3 separate regions of the Mus musculus genome follow, and regions 2 and 3 are each linked to region 1. The links are chromatin contacts, called in public Hi-C maps. All regions are on one chromosome and are shown on one strand. The core of a region is the stretch at or near the end of the contact, and the rest is flanking DNA. Distances in the headings are between cores, read along the strand shown.

Region 1 (4,882 bases), core at 83-2,582:
AATGGAGATGGTTGGGCCCGCAGGAAAGTCTGGGCCTTTTATGGGTCATTTGGTTATTGCGCACACTTGGTAGGATGTATATTATTAGTGCGGAAGGAGTCGTGTAGATAAGAGGGTGGGCAGTGATGGTTTAGGGCTGGTGTTCACAGCACAGGCCAGGTGTGCTGGTGGAGTTTGTTACCTTGACACAGGCTAGAGTCATCTGGGAAGGGGATTTCAATGGAGAAAATGCCTCCATTGAATTGTTCTGGGGATGAGTTTGTTGAGAGGGCCCAGCTCACTGGAGGCGGTGGCACCCATGGCAGGTGGTTCTAGCTTGTATAAGGAAGCAGGATGAGCAAGCCACGGGGTGGGGGGTGAGGGGCAAGCCAGGACGAAGTACATCTCCATGGTCTCTGATTCAGTTCTCGTCTTAAGTTCCCTAAGCTGAAATAAATCCTTTCTTCCCCAAGTTGCTCTTGGTGTCTGTGTTTATCACAGCAATAGAAAGTATGTTTACATACCAGTGTGGCTTTCTGTGCGGCTTGTGCTGGGTCTTAGCATGTTCTGAGCTTGGCCTCTACTGTACAGATGAGGAAATGGAGCCACTCTTTCAGGGGTTGGACTCTCTCAAACCTGCATTCTCAGTAATACCTGCACTGCCTTGCTCTCTCAGGTGTGGCTGGGTGCTGGGCAGACTTAAGAGGGATCCGCTGGCTTGGATAGACCCCTTTAAGCCCCTATGTACTTCTGTGCCCAGGGCCCTGGGACTTGCGGTTTGGCTTCAATACAAAAATGTCAGAAGGGCATGTGCTGATCTACATTATGGGGACCTCGGAGCACATATTGTATCCCCTCAGCTGTGGACTGTCCATGCGCACGCACGGCACACACGCACACACACACACACACACACACACACACACACACACACACACACTCACATGCGCATAAGAAGCCTGTTGTTGGTAAGTGGAGAAGATGATTGGAGATAGTGGGGGAGAGGGAAACATCGGGGGTCCTGGCTCCAAGGTCTGAGCACTGGGGAGAGAGAACGCAAGGAAGAGAGAATCTTATGTTTCCGGCTCACTATGGGTGACATTGTTCCTCAGAGGCTGACCACAAGCACGCCCCTATGTGTGCTCCCACATGCTTATGCCCTTTGCATGACCACATGTGCATGGGGGACCTGGACTCAGCCCATGCTGCAGGTCAGCAGCCCCTCAAGGTTCCAAAGGTCCCCCATCTGTTCTGTAATGCTGATGTTTTGGCTGATGGCCCAGGCTTCCAGCCTCCTGCTGGACCTGGGGCTAGGACGCTGAACATCAACAACCACCAGAGGGCGCTGCGCTTCAGCCCACTGCCTGCTCTAGGCTGGGGAAAGGACTTTTAAAACTCCCAAGAATTACCTTAAAACCAGAGGGCGAAGAGCCCAACTTGTTTCTAGCCATTGCTTGATTCCTGTGGTTAATGAAAGGCCCTTTCCACTCTGCCCACAGCCCACGGACACCCCGAAGGGGCATAAAACTCGATAGATACTCACGGATATAAAATCCCCTCTAAAAAATCTTGGGTCTAAGCCTTTTTTTATGGCTCCGTATGGGAGTGTTCTTGGAAGGCTATTTTGGGAAATGAAATGGTCCATTTGTCCCCTTGTAAAGTTGAGCTGAGCCCTGGGAGCCCCTGCTCTCCTCCCGCACCCCTGTCCTCACCTTCTGCAGAGAGCTAGGACTAGCAGTATGGAAGCAGAGAGGTGTCAGGAACCCAGGGGTAGATGGGCAGTGGCAGAGGTACAGCAAGGTGATCGGGCGCTCTGAAGTCTGAGCTGGACACTGTGTCTGATGTCACACCCATTTAGGGACTAGCCCAGTAGGTACAACCACAGTGGGAAGATGCCAGGAAGTGCCCAATCTGGTGTGGGTGCTTGGTGTTTCAGCAGGTCACTCCTATACATATTGGCACCGGGGGCAGGCTCACAGGGACAGAGTGTGGTTCACTTGGGGGTCTAGTGGCCAGGCACAAGGTGGGAAATGGAGATCACTCACAGACTGAAGTTGTGGGGCTCATTGTTATTTCAGCCTCCTTACACCAACTGTAGGAGACATATAGAAGACAGCTGGTGGAGCTGAACACAAGAAAAGGCAAATCAGTCGCGTATTTTTATTTTCTTGCAGAGCTAGGGATGGAACCCAGGGCTCTGGATATGTTAGACAGGTGATCTACCACTGAGCCATGGCCCCAGGCCCTCACTGGGGGATTCTAGGCAGATGCTCTACCACTGAGCCATACCCCTAACCCCTTACTGGGGAATTCTAGGCAGGGGCTCTACCACTGAGCCACACTCCCAGCCCCTCACCTGGGATTCTAGGCAGGGGCTCTACCACTGAACTACACACACTCAGCTCTTGAATGTTGGGGTTCAAAAGTACATTCATCTGCTAGTGTTACTGTAACTAAGTGCCACAGGCTGGGCAGCTTACATGACAGAAATGTACTTCCTCACTCCTCTGAGGCTGTGTGTCTAAGATTGAAGAGTTGACAGGGCTGCTTTTTTCTGAGACATCCCTCTGTAGCCACTGAGGGTTGACTTCTCTCTGTATCTTCACATCCTCTTCACCCCGTATGCTCACGTCCTGCTGTCTCCTCGTAAAGACACCAGGTCAATTGGGCTAGAGCCTACCCGAATGACCTCATTTTAACTCAACTACTTAAAAAAAAAAGGACCTTGTTTACAAATACAGTCACACTGGGTGATACTGGAGGCTAAGATCTCAACATACATTTTGGAGTGCATATGATAAAATTCAAAACCGAACAGAGGCAACTGCAGAAGACTTCCGAGACCAAGACACCTCCAAATAAGAGAAGATCTTTGCATTCTACATCTATCTCCCTGAAATTAGACCTCCCCTAGCAGGCAGATGAGGGAGGGAGAGTCCTGGGCAACTGCAGAGAGCTTAAGCACCCTTAGGGATCTGTTTGTTTCCTGCCTTTTTGAGATAAAGTCTCACTATGTTGACCAGGCTGGCCTTGGCACACAGAGGGCCTCTGTGCTGGCATTAAAGGTGTACACCACTGCATCTAACCTCTGCTGGTTTTCCATCTTCTGCCTTTCTCCCTCCTCACTTCCATTCCTCCTTTTCTTTCTGAGTAGATACCAGCCAAGCCCCTGGCTGAATAGAATATGTTGAGGACTTTATTGAGTCAGATCTGGTTTCTGGACCCTTAGTCCTATGCAGATTCCACCCTCTGAGGATTAAGTTGTGGTTTAGATCTGAAACACAGCCCACACCTCTCCAAGTTCTTGTGAAGAGTGCTGGGTCCCCAGCTGGTGGCACTACTTTGGAAGGCCCTGGAAACCTTAGGAGGTGGAGCCTAGCTGGAGGAAGGATGTCACAGGAAGTGTGTTTTCTGTTCTCAGGTTTTCCTCCTCTCTCTGCTTCGTGTCTGTTAAGGTGAGCAGCTGCCACCACACATGCTCTTGTTCCTCTGATATTTGTCTTACCAGATGGCCTACAATCAATGGAAACAAGGGCTTTGGGTTGAACCTTTTGAAACCACAAGGCCACACAAATCCTTCTTCCCTGTAAGCTGATTTTGTTAGGCATTTGGTCATAGCAGTGATAACACTTTCAGATCTCTCCAGCCTGTGATGTCACCCTCCAGGATATTAGCTCACCAGGTAGGAGAGTGTGAGAGACAGAAGTAGCAATCTGCAATAACCCTTGGGGGAGTTGGACAACTCTACGTCTGTCTATTTGTGCTTTGTTTGCTCTGAGAGGATGGACAGGACACTATGAGACTTGTGAGCATGGAGGAGCACTAGAGTTTCCAGCTAGTGAGAACCCCACATCCCACCTGCTGCTCCAGGGGACCGTGGTCTCTTAACCAGTGGACGGAACAGGCTAAGTCTAGGTTTGAGTGAGAAGGTCCAGCAGTTTCCAGAAATGGGGGTTCAGCCATGCCTGAGCAAGGGGTAAAGTGAAGCAACTCTCTCCCCGCTCTTAACTTAATAGCATTTACTGATCCCACTACATGCCTTGCATGTATTATGTACTATGTATTAAAAATTTTATTTTTTTATTTTTTAATTGTGTGTGTGTGCCCATGCATGTGCGTGCATGCTCACATGTGCACACGAGTACAGTGTTTACAGAGATCAGAGTGGCCATCTGAACCCCTGGAGGTGGGGTTACAGGTGGCTGTGAGCCTCCTGATTGGAGTGCTGGGAACTGACCTTGGGTCCTCTTCGAGAGCAGCAGGTACACCTTGCCGAGCTGCCTGTGGCCTCATTCCTGCAGGATAGCAGTTAGTTCTCCCAGTTGCTCAGTGGAGAGTATAACGACGTTCCTGGCTCTAGATTTTGCTAATGTAGATGCCGACTCCTTTTGTAGCTTTTGTGCAACTATAAAACCAAGTCACCTTCGCAAATGAAGCACAAACAGAACAATGAAACCAATACAGTTTCGAGCAGCAACATTCATCCAGTAGCAAGGGAGGCATGAGATAGGATTTAGAACTGATGTATGCCCCAGGTTCTTTCCAGATAGGTGAAATTGCTCTTTTGTGGGTGCCGTGGGGGCAAGGCTGCCTGATACTTCTGCTGCATTTTGTTTTTTGGAACCATGTGTGGTAACAAGCTACCTTCTTCCATGACCCCCTGTTATGGGTTGGGTACAGAATGTCCCCCTAACCCACGAAAGATCCATGTGTCGAAGGTGTTCCTAGATGGGGAAGCCAATCACGGAGACCGGTTCTCTGACACCGCGGATGGAATTGGAACCTCATGGCATTATTGGGAAGTGGTAGAAGCTAAAGTTGGAGCCTGGTGGGAGGAGGGAGGCCACTGGGGGTGTACCTGTGAAAGATGGCTCTTCTCCCTTGACTCCCGTTTCCTGATTCT
Region 2 (4,597 bases), core at 1,411-3,910, 180 kb after region 1:
GCTCAACCCGGCAAGGTTGGTCCATGGACTTCAACTCACAACCACTGAGCTGCCTCCAGTGCACCCCTGAGAGGGTCATGGCCAAACTCTGTCCTTGACTGCCATGGGCTTCCCTTGCTGAGAGGCCGTCCCAGGCTGCCCCTTCAGTCACTGGGGTCGCCATCAGAAGAGAGGTTGAGAGAGATGGCTGGGGTGAACGGGCTTGGGTGCAGGAGTGGTACTGGTCTAATTACGTCTTATAGAACATTTGGGGCTATCCGCAGTCTTTTAGCATCCCCGTGTGCACTGGTCTTCATAGCCTTTACCTTAACACACAGAGACTGCATCCAGGCCACTCCAAACTCTTGTCAGACGGGAGCAGTCAGCCACAGGCATCTTGAAGCCCACCTCTGCCTCTGAGGAGGGGAGCTGGAGAGCATATGAATCTGAGTGTCTACAGACAGGGCCATCAGCCCTCATTTGCACTGCATCAAATTTGCGGGTTGCAAGATGGAATTCGCAATTGCTTTTCGGCAATGTTCAAATTAGCACTTCTTAGCATATTAATGAACTATGTTTTTTTTTTCATTATGTGACCAATTTTAATGTAAATAGCAGTTTTCATGCAAAGATTAGGTCAGTGTTATAAGCAAGGTAGTAAAGTTTCCCAGCTTCCCTTGGAGGAAGAGATTCTGGCTTTTGGGTGGGCAGGCTCTAGCACAGGGCAATTGTCCGCCATGAGTGGTGTTTTGGGACTGCTTGGTTTGCTAGGTGCTTAGTCATTTCAGGGCTGGAAATAATATATCCTTAAAGACCCACTCCTAGTGACTTACTTCTCCCAGCCAGATCCCACCCTCCTAAGGTTGACAGAACCTAGAGCTGAGGGACCACCCTTTAGTGCACGAGCCACCACAGCATCCATGCCGAGAGAGAGCTAAATGTGAGACTCACTCGTGTACCACTTGGTCTTCACACTTGCACAACAAACACTTTAGCAGCTGAACCATTTCCTAACCCCCCTTGAAGTCATAATGGAGTTGGTCCATGACTTCTCTGGACCACTGCAGGACAGACTGGAAGCTCTTCCCTTCTAGGCATCTTACAGCTATGGGTGCTGAGGCGGTCCAGCCATATGCCCTAATGTGATGTTATCACGGGGCAGAAGCAGGCTACTAAACAAGGTCGAAGCCTGATGGGACATCAGAGCCCAGGGAGCTGGGCTGTGTAGTCTCCAACTGGCTGCACCTGGCTGGCTGGAGACAGTGGCCTGGGCTCTTGGGAAGAGGTGGTAACCTTACGCATTTCACACACACACACACACACACAACACACACACACACACACACACACACACACACACTCACACACACACAAGATTTCAAAGACAAGAACAGATCAGACTATAAGTTTTCTAAGTGCTATTATTACTTTTGTGGTCCAATATTCAAAATAAGGTGATTATTCACCACCACCTGCCCCCGGGCTTGAATTACCAACTAAGTAGTATTTTTCTGCAGGAGTGTGTATTTGTGATGCTCGCTACCACCGCCTACATGGCAGCCATACATTCCAGGGGCTTCAACAAACTGTTCTTTACTATCTATAGATGGATACATGAGTGTCCCGATTGTATTTTTAAATGGTGTGTGTATTTGATGGGTCTGGGATTAATCAGTAACTAAGGTAGCAGAGGAAGGAGAAGAATAAAAACCACATTCCAGTTCCTGATGAGTAAGTTGTAGGCCACAGAGACTCCACAGCCTCCTGGGGAGGAAGCTTCAATCGAAGCCATCCCAGAATGCAACGGAACAAGCATACATACACATCCACTTAGAGACTCTAGGAATCTGCTAGGTTCCTGGGGGCATCAGTCCCCATCAGTCCTGGGACATCAGAGGTCTCACTGGTTAGGGTGGGTTCATTCCTAAATTCAGGTGTTAAAGTATGATTCAGGTGCCAATGAGATGATCCTGAGACCTTTAAGGGGGAGATTAAGCCACAAGCACCTCCTGTATAAATGGATGAAGGCTTTGTATGACTAAGGCTTAATGATAATTGCCTGGCCTGTTCCTCTGCCTCTCACCAAGTGGAGATTCTGACCTTTTGTCCCAGAAGGCACAGCAACCAGGAGCCCTTTGGAAGCAGAGAGCTAGCAGCTCCCGCCACTCAGACCTCCTGACATTTTAATCTTGGGTTTCTTTTTCTCACAGGCCCCAGCACTATGAAAAGAAAATAATTGTAGTCTTTATGCATCTTGTGCACCAGCACAGATGGACCCTTCAGTCTGTCAGTCCATTGGCGTGCAAGCACACCAACTTAGTCAAAGGTTTTTATGTGGAAGGCCAGATTAGATGGGCTTGTCAAAAACAGATAACATCGGTTTCTGAAACTGAGAATCTTGCTGAGTAGAGCTTCAGGAAGGGCTGGATCTAGGGGTCAGGATGCTGTCAAGAAGGATTCAGCTTCTATCTCCTCGGCCTTGCCTCCTTTATCAGGCAGCGTGGTTGCATTCATTGTGATGGCAAGATGGCTGCCAGCAGCTCCAGACTTTCATGTTTCCTCTCAGGAGCACCAGGAGGGAAAAAGATTTCTCTTTTTATACAAAGACCTGTGATTGAGTGAGGCTGTTCTTGATTTAGGTCCCTGTCCCCACCCCCTGAGCCAGTGTGTGGGATGTGATGTCCTAGTTGTTGTCCTGGACCGGGTCACTTGCCTATCCTTGGAGCTGGGGGTGGGTGGGTTCAGCTCCTCCTAGAGACCAAATGGATGCTGCGTGGGGGGGGGGAGGGGCAGTTCTTGAAGGAAAATCAGGATGCTATTTCCAGCGAAAGGAGTGAAGCGGCTGGGCAGGCAAAAACAACAGATGTCCACTCTGACAGCTTTTCAGCTAACTATTCACAGAAGTCCAGGAGCAAACTCCATCCAGAGAGCAGAGATGGAGGCTGATTTTAGGAGTTTAGCTGTTTCTATTTTCTTTGTGAGATTGGTCCCAGGTCTCCACAATGCCCTTTACGAAGAGCCTGGCTATGTTCCCTATCTCCTTGGCCAGACTACAGCATCTCCTCTGCTCACCTGGGAGGAGCTCTGGGCTTCCCTGTCTGGTGATAGCAGAGACCTTTGCTGTTGGCACTGGCTGGGGACTCTATAGTTCTCCCATGCTTCAGGCCTCTGAGTGTCAAATAGCTGTGTATTGAGTCAGACTCAGATTCTTTAGAACCATGGCCAGAGTGGGCTATCATTTTTTTTTCCTCTCAGATATGCCTTTGTCCCCTTGTCCTCCCAACCTGGGTGCTGCCTCTGGAGATATCTCTTGACACATTCAGTGGGCTGGTGGGTGTCTGTCTTTTCCCTCCCAGTTCTTGCAAATACAACCATTGGGGCCCAAGGAAAGCTGCAAAAGAGCTATGCCTCACCTCTGCATTCTGGTGGCATCAGCCAGGGTTTTATTTACATCTCTTCTTCCTCCTTGGCCTTTCTCCCCCTCTTCCTTCTTCCTTTTCTGACTCTTCCCTTCTCTCCTTGAAGTCCTTCCTCTAAAGGACTCAGGAAGGCATGGCCAGACACTCTGAGTCCCACTGTTGGTATTGCTGTATTTCATTGTTGAAGAGGGGGAGAGAACTGGGAGACGCAGGTCAGAGGCTGCCAGCTGGCTGCTCAGGTCCCATGCTCATCCTGGATTCTCTTGGGAAAACCTGGAAGATGCAGAGGACAGGCCTTGGCTGCACCAAGAGGGGCACCTTGGCTGGCTCAAGCCTGGCGGTGACCTACATAGCCCATCCACCTTTCCCTGCAGGCCTTCAACCTCGCATCCCAGCTGCTGGTCTCCTCTCTTCTTGAGTTCGCCTTGCCTCCCCTCAGAGGCTGATCCCAGTCCCATGAGGACAATTCCTGGGCAGGGAACCATGGATACCTCCTTCCTACTTATTAGGGCAGCCATCGCTCTGATGGAGCTGCGACAGCCCAACCAGAGTCCTCACTGAAATGGGCTTCATTGAAATGCACAGCAGAGCCATCCTGGATTCTTTATGCACTAAACTTAAACTGTGGTAATTTATTCAGATCACTCTGAATTTATCTAGCTAGAGCAACCCCCCATCCCGAATCTTCCTACACACACACACACACACACACACACACACACACACATATATGTTTTAAAGACAGAGAATGCATATTTTAAAACAATAGCCTAGACCTACTTATTCTGCCTGTGGAGGACAGGTGACCCCTTTCTGCCTATCACTTCACACCTGCTCACCTTTCAACTGGGGCATCGCCTGATGCCATTGGGATCTTAGCTTCTCGTAGCCCTCTCTGGGTTCCACCTTCTTCATTCTCTGCAACCGCTGGGACATGACCTTGAGAGCAGCAGGACCCATGAGGCCTCCCCAGGGGAATAGCTGGGGAGCTGCTTATTGTAGAGAAGTGGAAGCAGAGGGAGGGTCACAGGATGTGGGATGAAGGTCACGCTGGGAGGTGGGCATTGTGGGAACAGACTTTCTGGAAACTCGGGTAGTGCTGTCTTCTTCTGGAAGCCTTTCAGCTTGGGGAAAGAGTTGTGGACTTGGGGGGAGGTCCATCGTCTTCTTAAAGTGGCAAGCAGCATGGTGTTTATCCC
Region 3 (4,679 bases), core at 1,863-4,362, 210 kb before region 1:
TGTGTTAGTCAGCTTTCCCTTGTGTTAAAATACCTAATACAAGCAACTCAGAGGAGGATGTATTTGAACTCATGGTTCCCAAGGTTTCGTGGTTGACTGAATGCACAGCTTTGGGCCTGAGACGAGTTATCACAGAGAATGTGTGTGTCTCAGAGAATGGCAGCTGGGAAGCAGAGGGACAGAGGACCAGAGGCCAGGTGTCCCTTCAAAGGCACACACATATCCTTCAATCAAGGAATATCTGCCTTCTAGTTTCCGCAACTTCCTAACCATCATCTGTTATTTCATTCTATGCACTTACCCTGAGTGTGTGTGTGTGTGCGCGCGTGCGCGTTTTAACAGAGTATCTTTTACTTATTCTTTGATAATTTCATTCATGTAAACCATATATTTGATTGTGTGTATACCAAACTTCTCCCTTACACTTCCCCAACTCCCCTCAGGAGCCCCCAACTCCTCCCTTGCACCCCAATGATTCCTTCTCCCCTTCATATTCTCCTCTCTCCCTCCTCTCTCTCTCTCTTTCTCTCTCTCCCTCTCTCTCTCTCTCTCTCTCTCTCTCTCTCTCTCTCTCTCTCTCTCTCTCACACACACACACTCTCCCCATCTCTCTTTCCACTTAATTCTGTCTGTTGAGTGATCCTGTGCAGAGAACTAGATGCTGCCGAGTCCATGGGTGCAGTGCCAGGGCCTGTCCTGAAGATGGCATTGCCCAGCCCTCCTCCCCATCCTCCAGCCCTCACATCCCTCTGCCCCTCCTCCTATGATGCTCTTCAACCTGGGAGATAGGGGTTGGAAAGTCTGGAAAGAAGACTCCTCCCCCTCCCCCAACCCCCACAAGCCCCTGAGGTCCAGGAACACCACAGCCTCGGTACCATTGGGCCCAAAATGCTTCTCCATCACATCAGTCCTTGTCGCTGATCCTTAAATCAGCACATGCTGCGGTCACCCTGGCCAATACTGTGGTCCGTGGGTTGAAGATATCAAAGTCAGTAGTGTATAAAGCACACAGGAAGATGGAGAAAGGCCAGGCTTGGGAATTGTATCACTTCTTGTTGTTGTGATTGTTTGTGGGAAGCCACATGTGCCATCCCATGCATAACCAATCCGGGTGTGAGACACGCCTCTCCTAGGCCTATATAAGCAGCGCCAGTGCTGGGCTTGGGGTCTCTTCGCCTCTGCAATCAAGCTCTCCCAATAAATGTGTGTGGAAGTATCCTGTTGCAGCGGCGTTCTTGCTGGGCACGTGCAAGAATTGTTGGTTTTTGAGATAGAGGCTTAAGCTTGGGCTCCTCCTGTCCCAGCCTCTTTAACACAGGTGTTTAACAGGAATTCTGTGTGCATCACCAATGCCAACTCCATGCGTTCAAGTTTGCTGCCGAATGCCTCCATGTTTTACAAAAACAAGCGTGGTAGCATCCTGTGACAGCGATCCCACCGTTCATCCTGTCGTGGTTTTCTGTTGCTATTTCATATCCGCACAGTAAAACGGTTAGTCTGAACAGTAACTGCTAGGTTTTTACACAAGGTGCCCTGGGGGCTAGAGAGCTGGCTCAGTGGCTAGGAGCACCTCTTGCAGAGGACCTGGGTTCAGTTCCCAGGACCCACATGACAGTTTGTCACTCCAATCCAGGAGATCTGAGGCCTTTTTCTGGCCTTCAAGAGCACCAGGCACACACTTGATTCACGTAAATATATGGAGGCAAACACGCATGCATAGAAAACAAGAATTAAAGAGAAAGTAAGGCCTGGAGTGCACACTGCTCTTCCAGAGGACCTGAGTGTGGGTCCCAGCACCCACATCAGACAGCTCACAACAGCCTATAACTCCAGGTCCAGGAGATCTGACACCTGGCCTCTGAGGGCACCACGTGGCACTCATCTGCTTATACATCCACACAGAGACACATGCACACACATAAATAAAAACAAATCTTAAAAAAACAAAACAAAACATGTCACACCAGGCTGGAGATTTTTCTCTGTGGTTAACAACGCTGGATGCTCTTGCAGAGGACTTGGGTTCAATTCCCAGCACCCACATGATGGCTCACAACCCTCTGTGACCTCAGTTCCAGGGGATCTGATGTCCTTTTCTGAATCCACAGGCACCAGGCATGCACGGGGTGCACATACATACAGGCAGGCAGGCAAAACACTCATACATATAAATAATCAAATAAACTAATCTAAAAAAATTAAAACGTAGAATCATGTATCTTTGCGTGTTTGTGATGGAGTGTGTTTTGAAGTATTTTGACAGCTGGTCATTCTTCCCATGCAGTTCAGACTGGTGCCGCCTGTTGGCCCTTCATCCTGGGTTTTGATTGCCGGGCAAACTTGTTTTCCAGAGTCTCCCTGGGTCTCACACGCCCTCAGGTATGAAAGCGAGAGGTGATGTAATGGGATTGACGTCTAAGTCCAGGATCAGCTTGCCTGATGGGTTTTAATTGGAAAAGAGTATTCTACAGAACGGAACCGCCGCTCTCTGGTAAAGGCATTGGCTTTGAAAGAGTTACCATGACAACCTCTGTCTTTAGGGAAGCATTTGAGTTTTATGAAAACAAAGGACTTGGCTTTGTAAGTTGGTCACCATGGAAGTGGCACAGCAGGCGGACTTCTCCAGCCCCCTTTGCTCCCTCCCCGGGGTAGGGGGTGAAGGGTGGGGGGTAGAGAGGACTCTTGTTTTTCTTCTGAGATTTGGAGACTCCTTTCAATCGGATGGCCTTCCCCCACCTCCCTGTGGCATCTTGGACTCAGTCACATCCGTCCCTAAAGAAAGCAGGCTCTCTGTGGCTGGACTCAGCCTTTTAACATATACACAGTGCTTCTTAGATACAGGCTCCAAGTCGGGGAAGAAAAAGTTTGGGCATCCCAACACACTCTTGATCACATCTCTGCCCAGCATCCCTCTCTGCCCATAGCAAGTTGCTTGTTCCTTGACTGGTCCACCAACACTGCCAGAACAATGAGTTATTCTCTTAAGGGAGAAATGATATCTGCACTTGCAAGATTCTCACAAGATTATGTGTGGATTAAAAATCTGAAAGTGGCCTTGCTGGCCTGGCCCGCAGTGGTGCTGCGCATGAGAGGGCTGGCTCCGCCCATCACAGGCCCAAGCGAAGGCCAGTGCTGACCAACTCAGCTACCAGGCAGGCCCAGGCTTTGAGTTGGTCCACATCAATATGTTGAGCTGCTGGAGTTCAGAAGGGGCCAGTCCTGCCGATCAGAAAGTTGCAGGACCTCTACCACTCAAGGCAACGACAGGATTTGTGAGCCGTCTCAGTATTGACAGAGAGGGTTCAGCAGTGATGATGTAGCAGAAACCAGAGGCCTCGAACCAGACGAAAGACTCATTCCAATGAACATATGCATGCTCAGATATTTGGGTAAAAGGGTATATATACTCTGTGACACTCTGAAGCTTCCAAAGCCACTGAGTTACCAATACGTGACAGAGAGGCGGGAAACAGAGGAATGGAATGGAGTGTACCAGACGGAACTGAAGGAGACACAGGTGTGAGAGGAGCAGGTCCTTACCCAATAGGGTTGGCAGGATGGTGTGCCACAGCCTGAAGCTTCTGCGGACTCAGCCCCACCCCCACCCCCAACCCCACCCCCGCCCTGAAACAAGCTGCCCAGCCACATGGTCGCCCAGGTTCTGAATAGCAACAGGATGCTGGAGATGAGCAATGTCCATGTACTGGATTGGACTTCCTCAAAAGATCTCCACGGTCTGTTTTTCTCCCGGAGGCCATGCTGGTCTGTGGCTTGTATTTCAGTAGAGAGTCCTGTTGATGCCCACCAGAGTCCAAGCAGAGGTCCTGATGCTGGAGACCACGTGGATGTTCATGGTTCATGCTGTTGCCAGAAACCAGGTAGAAGCCCAGGATCCGTGCTCTCACTGACTGTAAAGGACAAGGAAGCTGTTTTGCAGATATCGATGCCTGCTGTAGCTCTCAACAGCTGATGGCTTCCAGGGCGGGGGATGCAGGTAGAGAACTCAGCTTTCCTTTGGAGCTGACCATTGGGAGTTTGACAGTGCTCCAGTGAGTATATGGACCACTGAAAATGGAGTTGTCTTTTTGTTTTGTCCCCCTCCCCCTTTCTTCTTTTCCTTTTGATGGTGGTCGAGGAGGTCAAAGGGGAGGAGAGAACATGGAAGGGACTGGAGAGTGAGCCTGATCGGGGTCCATGATGTGCGGCTCCCAAATAATCAATAAAAATATTATGTTGAAAAAAATTTGAAAAGTGACTCAGGTAGCAGAAGAAACTATTAGTGTGTCTCCGTGTGTGTGTGTGTGTGTGTGTGTATGTGTGTGTGTGCACACACACACATACACACACACACACACACACACACAGTACCCACAAAGACCAGAAGAGAGCATCCCATCCCCATTAGACCTACTGGGAACCAGGAACACTCAACTGCAGAGCCATCTCTTGTGCATTTTGTTTTGTTTTGTTTTTGAGACAAAGTTTCTCTGTATGGCCCTGGCTGTCCTAGAACTTGCTCTGTAGACCAGGCTGGCCTCAAACTCCCAGAGATCCACTTGCCTCTGCCTTCCAAGTGCTGGGACTGTAGGAGTGTGCCACCACTGTCCGGCTTTTTTTTTTTTTTTTCCGAGACAGGGTTTCTCTGTAGAGCACTGGCTGTCCTGGAACTCACTTTGTAG

What was found. Hi-C and Micro-C count contacts between places; a contact is called where the count stands out from the background.
Region 2: a contact with region 1 is called in a Hi-C map of cortical neurons, with 3 times the contacts expected there. The contact joins two enhancer-like sites. A contact is called at or near these places in 6 of 484 Hi-C or Micro-C datasets (the C2C12 cell line, cortical neurons, embryonic fibroblasts and 3 more).
Region 3: a contact with region 1 is called in a Hi-C map of cortical neurons, with 2.7 times the contacts expected there. The contact joins two enhancer-like sites. A contact is called at or near these places in 4 of 484 Hi-C or Micro-C datasets (cerebral cortex, cortical neurons and uterus).

What each region holds. Positions count from the first base shown.
Region 1 is chr7:35,878,834-35,883,715 of GRCm38.p6, forward strand. No RefSeq gene overlaps it. Among named protein-coding and RNA genes, the nearest start is that of Gm36234, 42 kb to the right of the region's middle. Within about 2 kb of position 1,333, at least 15 of the 459 cell types and tissues checked have an H3K27ac peak or open chromatin away from gene starts, as enhancers often do. A contact at or near this core is called in cortical neurons, where this site is marked.
Region 2 is chr7:36,057,866-36,062,462 of GRCm38.p6, forward strand. No RefSeq gene overlaps it. Among named protein-coding and RNA genes, the nearest start is that of Gm38991, 16 kb to the right of the region's middle. Within about 2 kb of position 2,661, at least 4 of the 459 cell types and tissues checked have an H3K27ac peak or open chromatin away from gene starts, as enhancers often do. A contact at or near this core is called in cortical neurons, where this site is marked.
Region 3 is chr7:35,665,714-35,670,392 of GRCm38.p6, forward strand. No RefSeq gene overlaps it. Among named protein-coding and RNA genes, the nearest start is that of Gm42379, 7.7 kb to the left of the region's middle. Within about 2 kb of position 3,113, at least 45 of the 459 cell types and tissues checked have an H3K27ac peak or open chromatin away from gene starts, as enhancers often do. A contact at or near this core is called in cortical neurons, where this site is marked.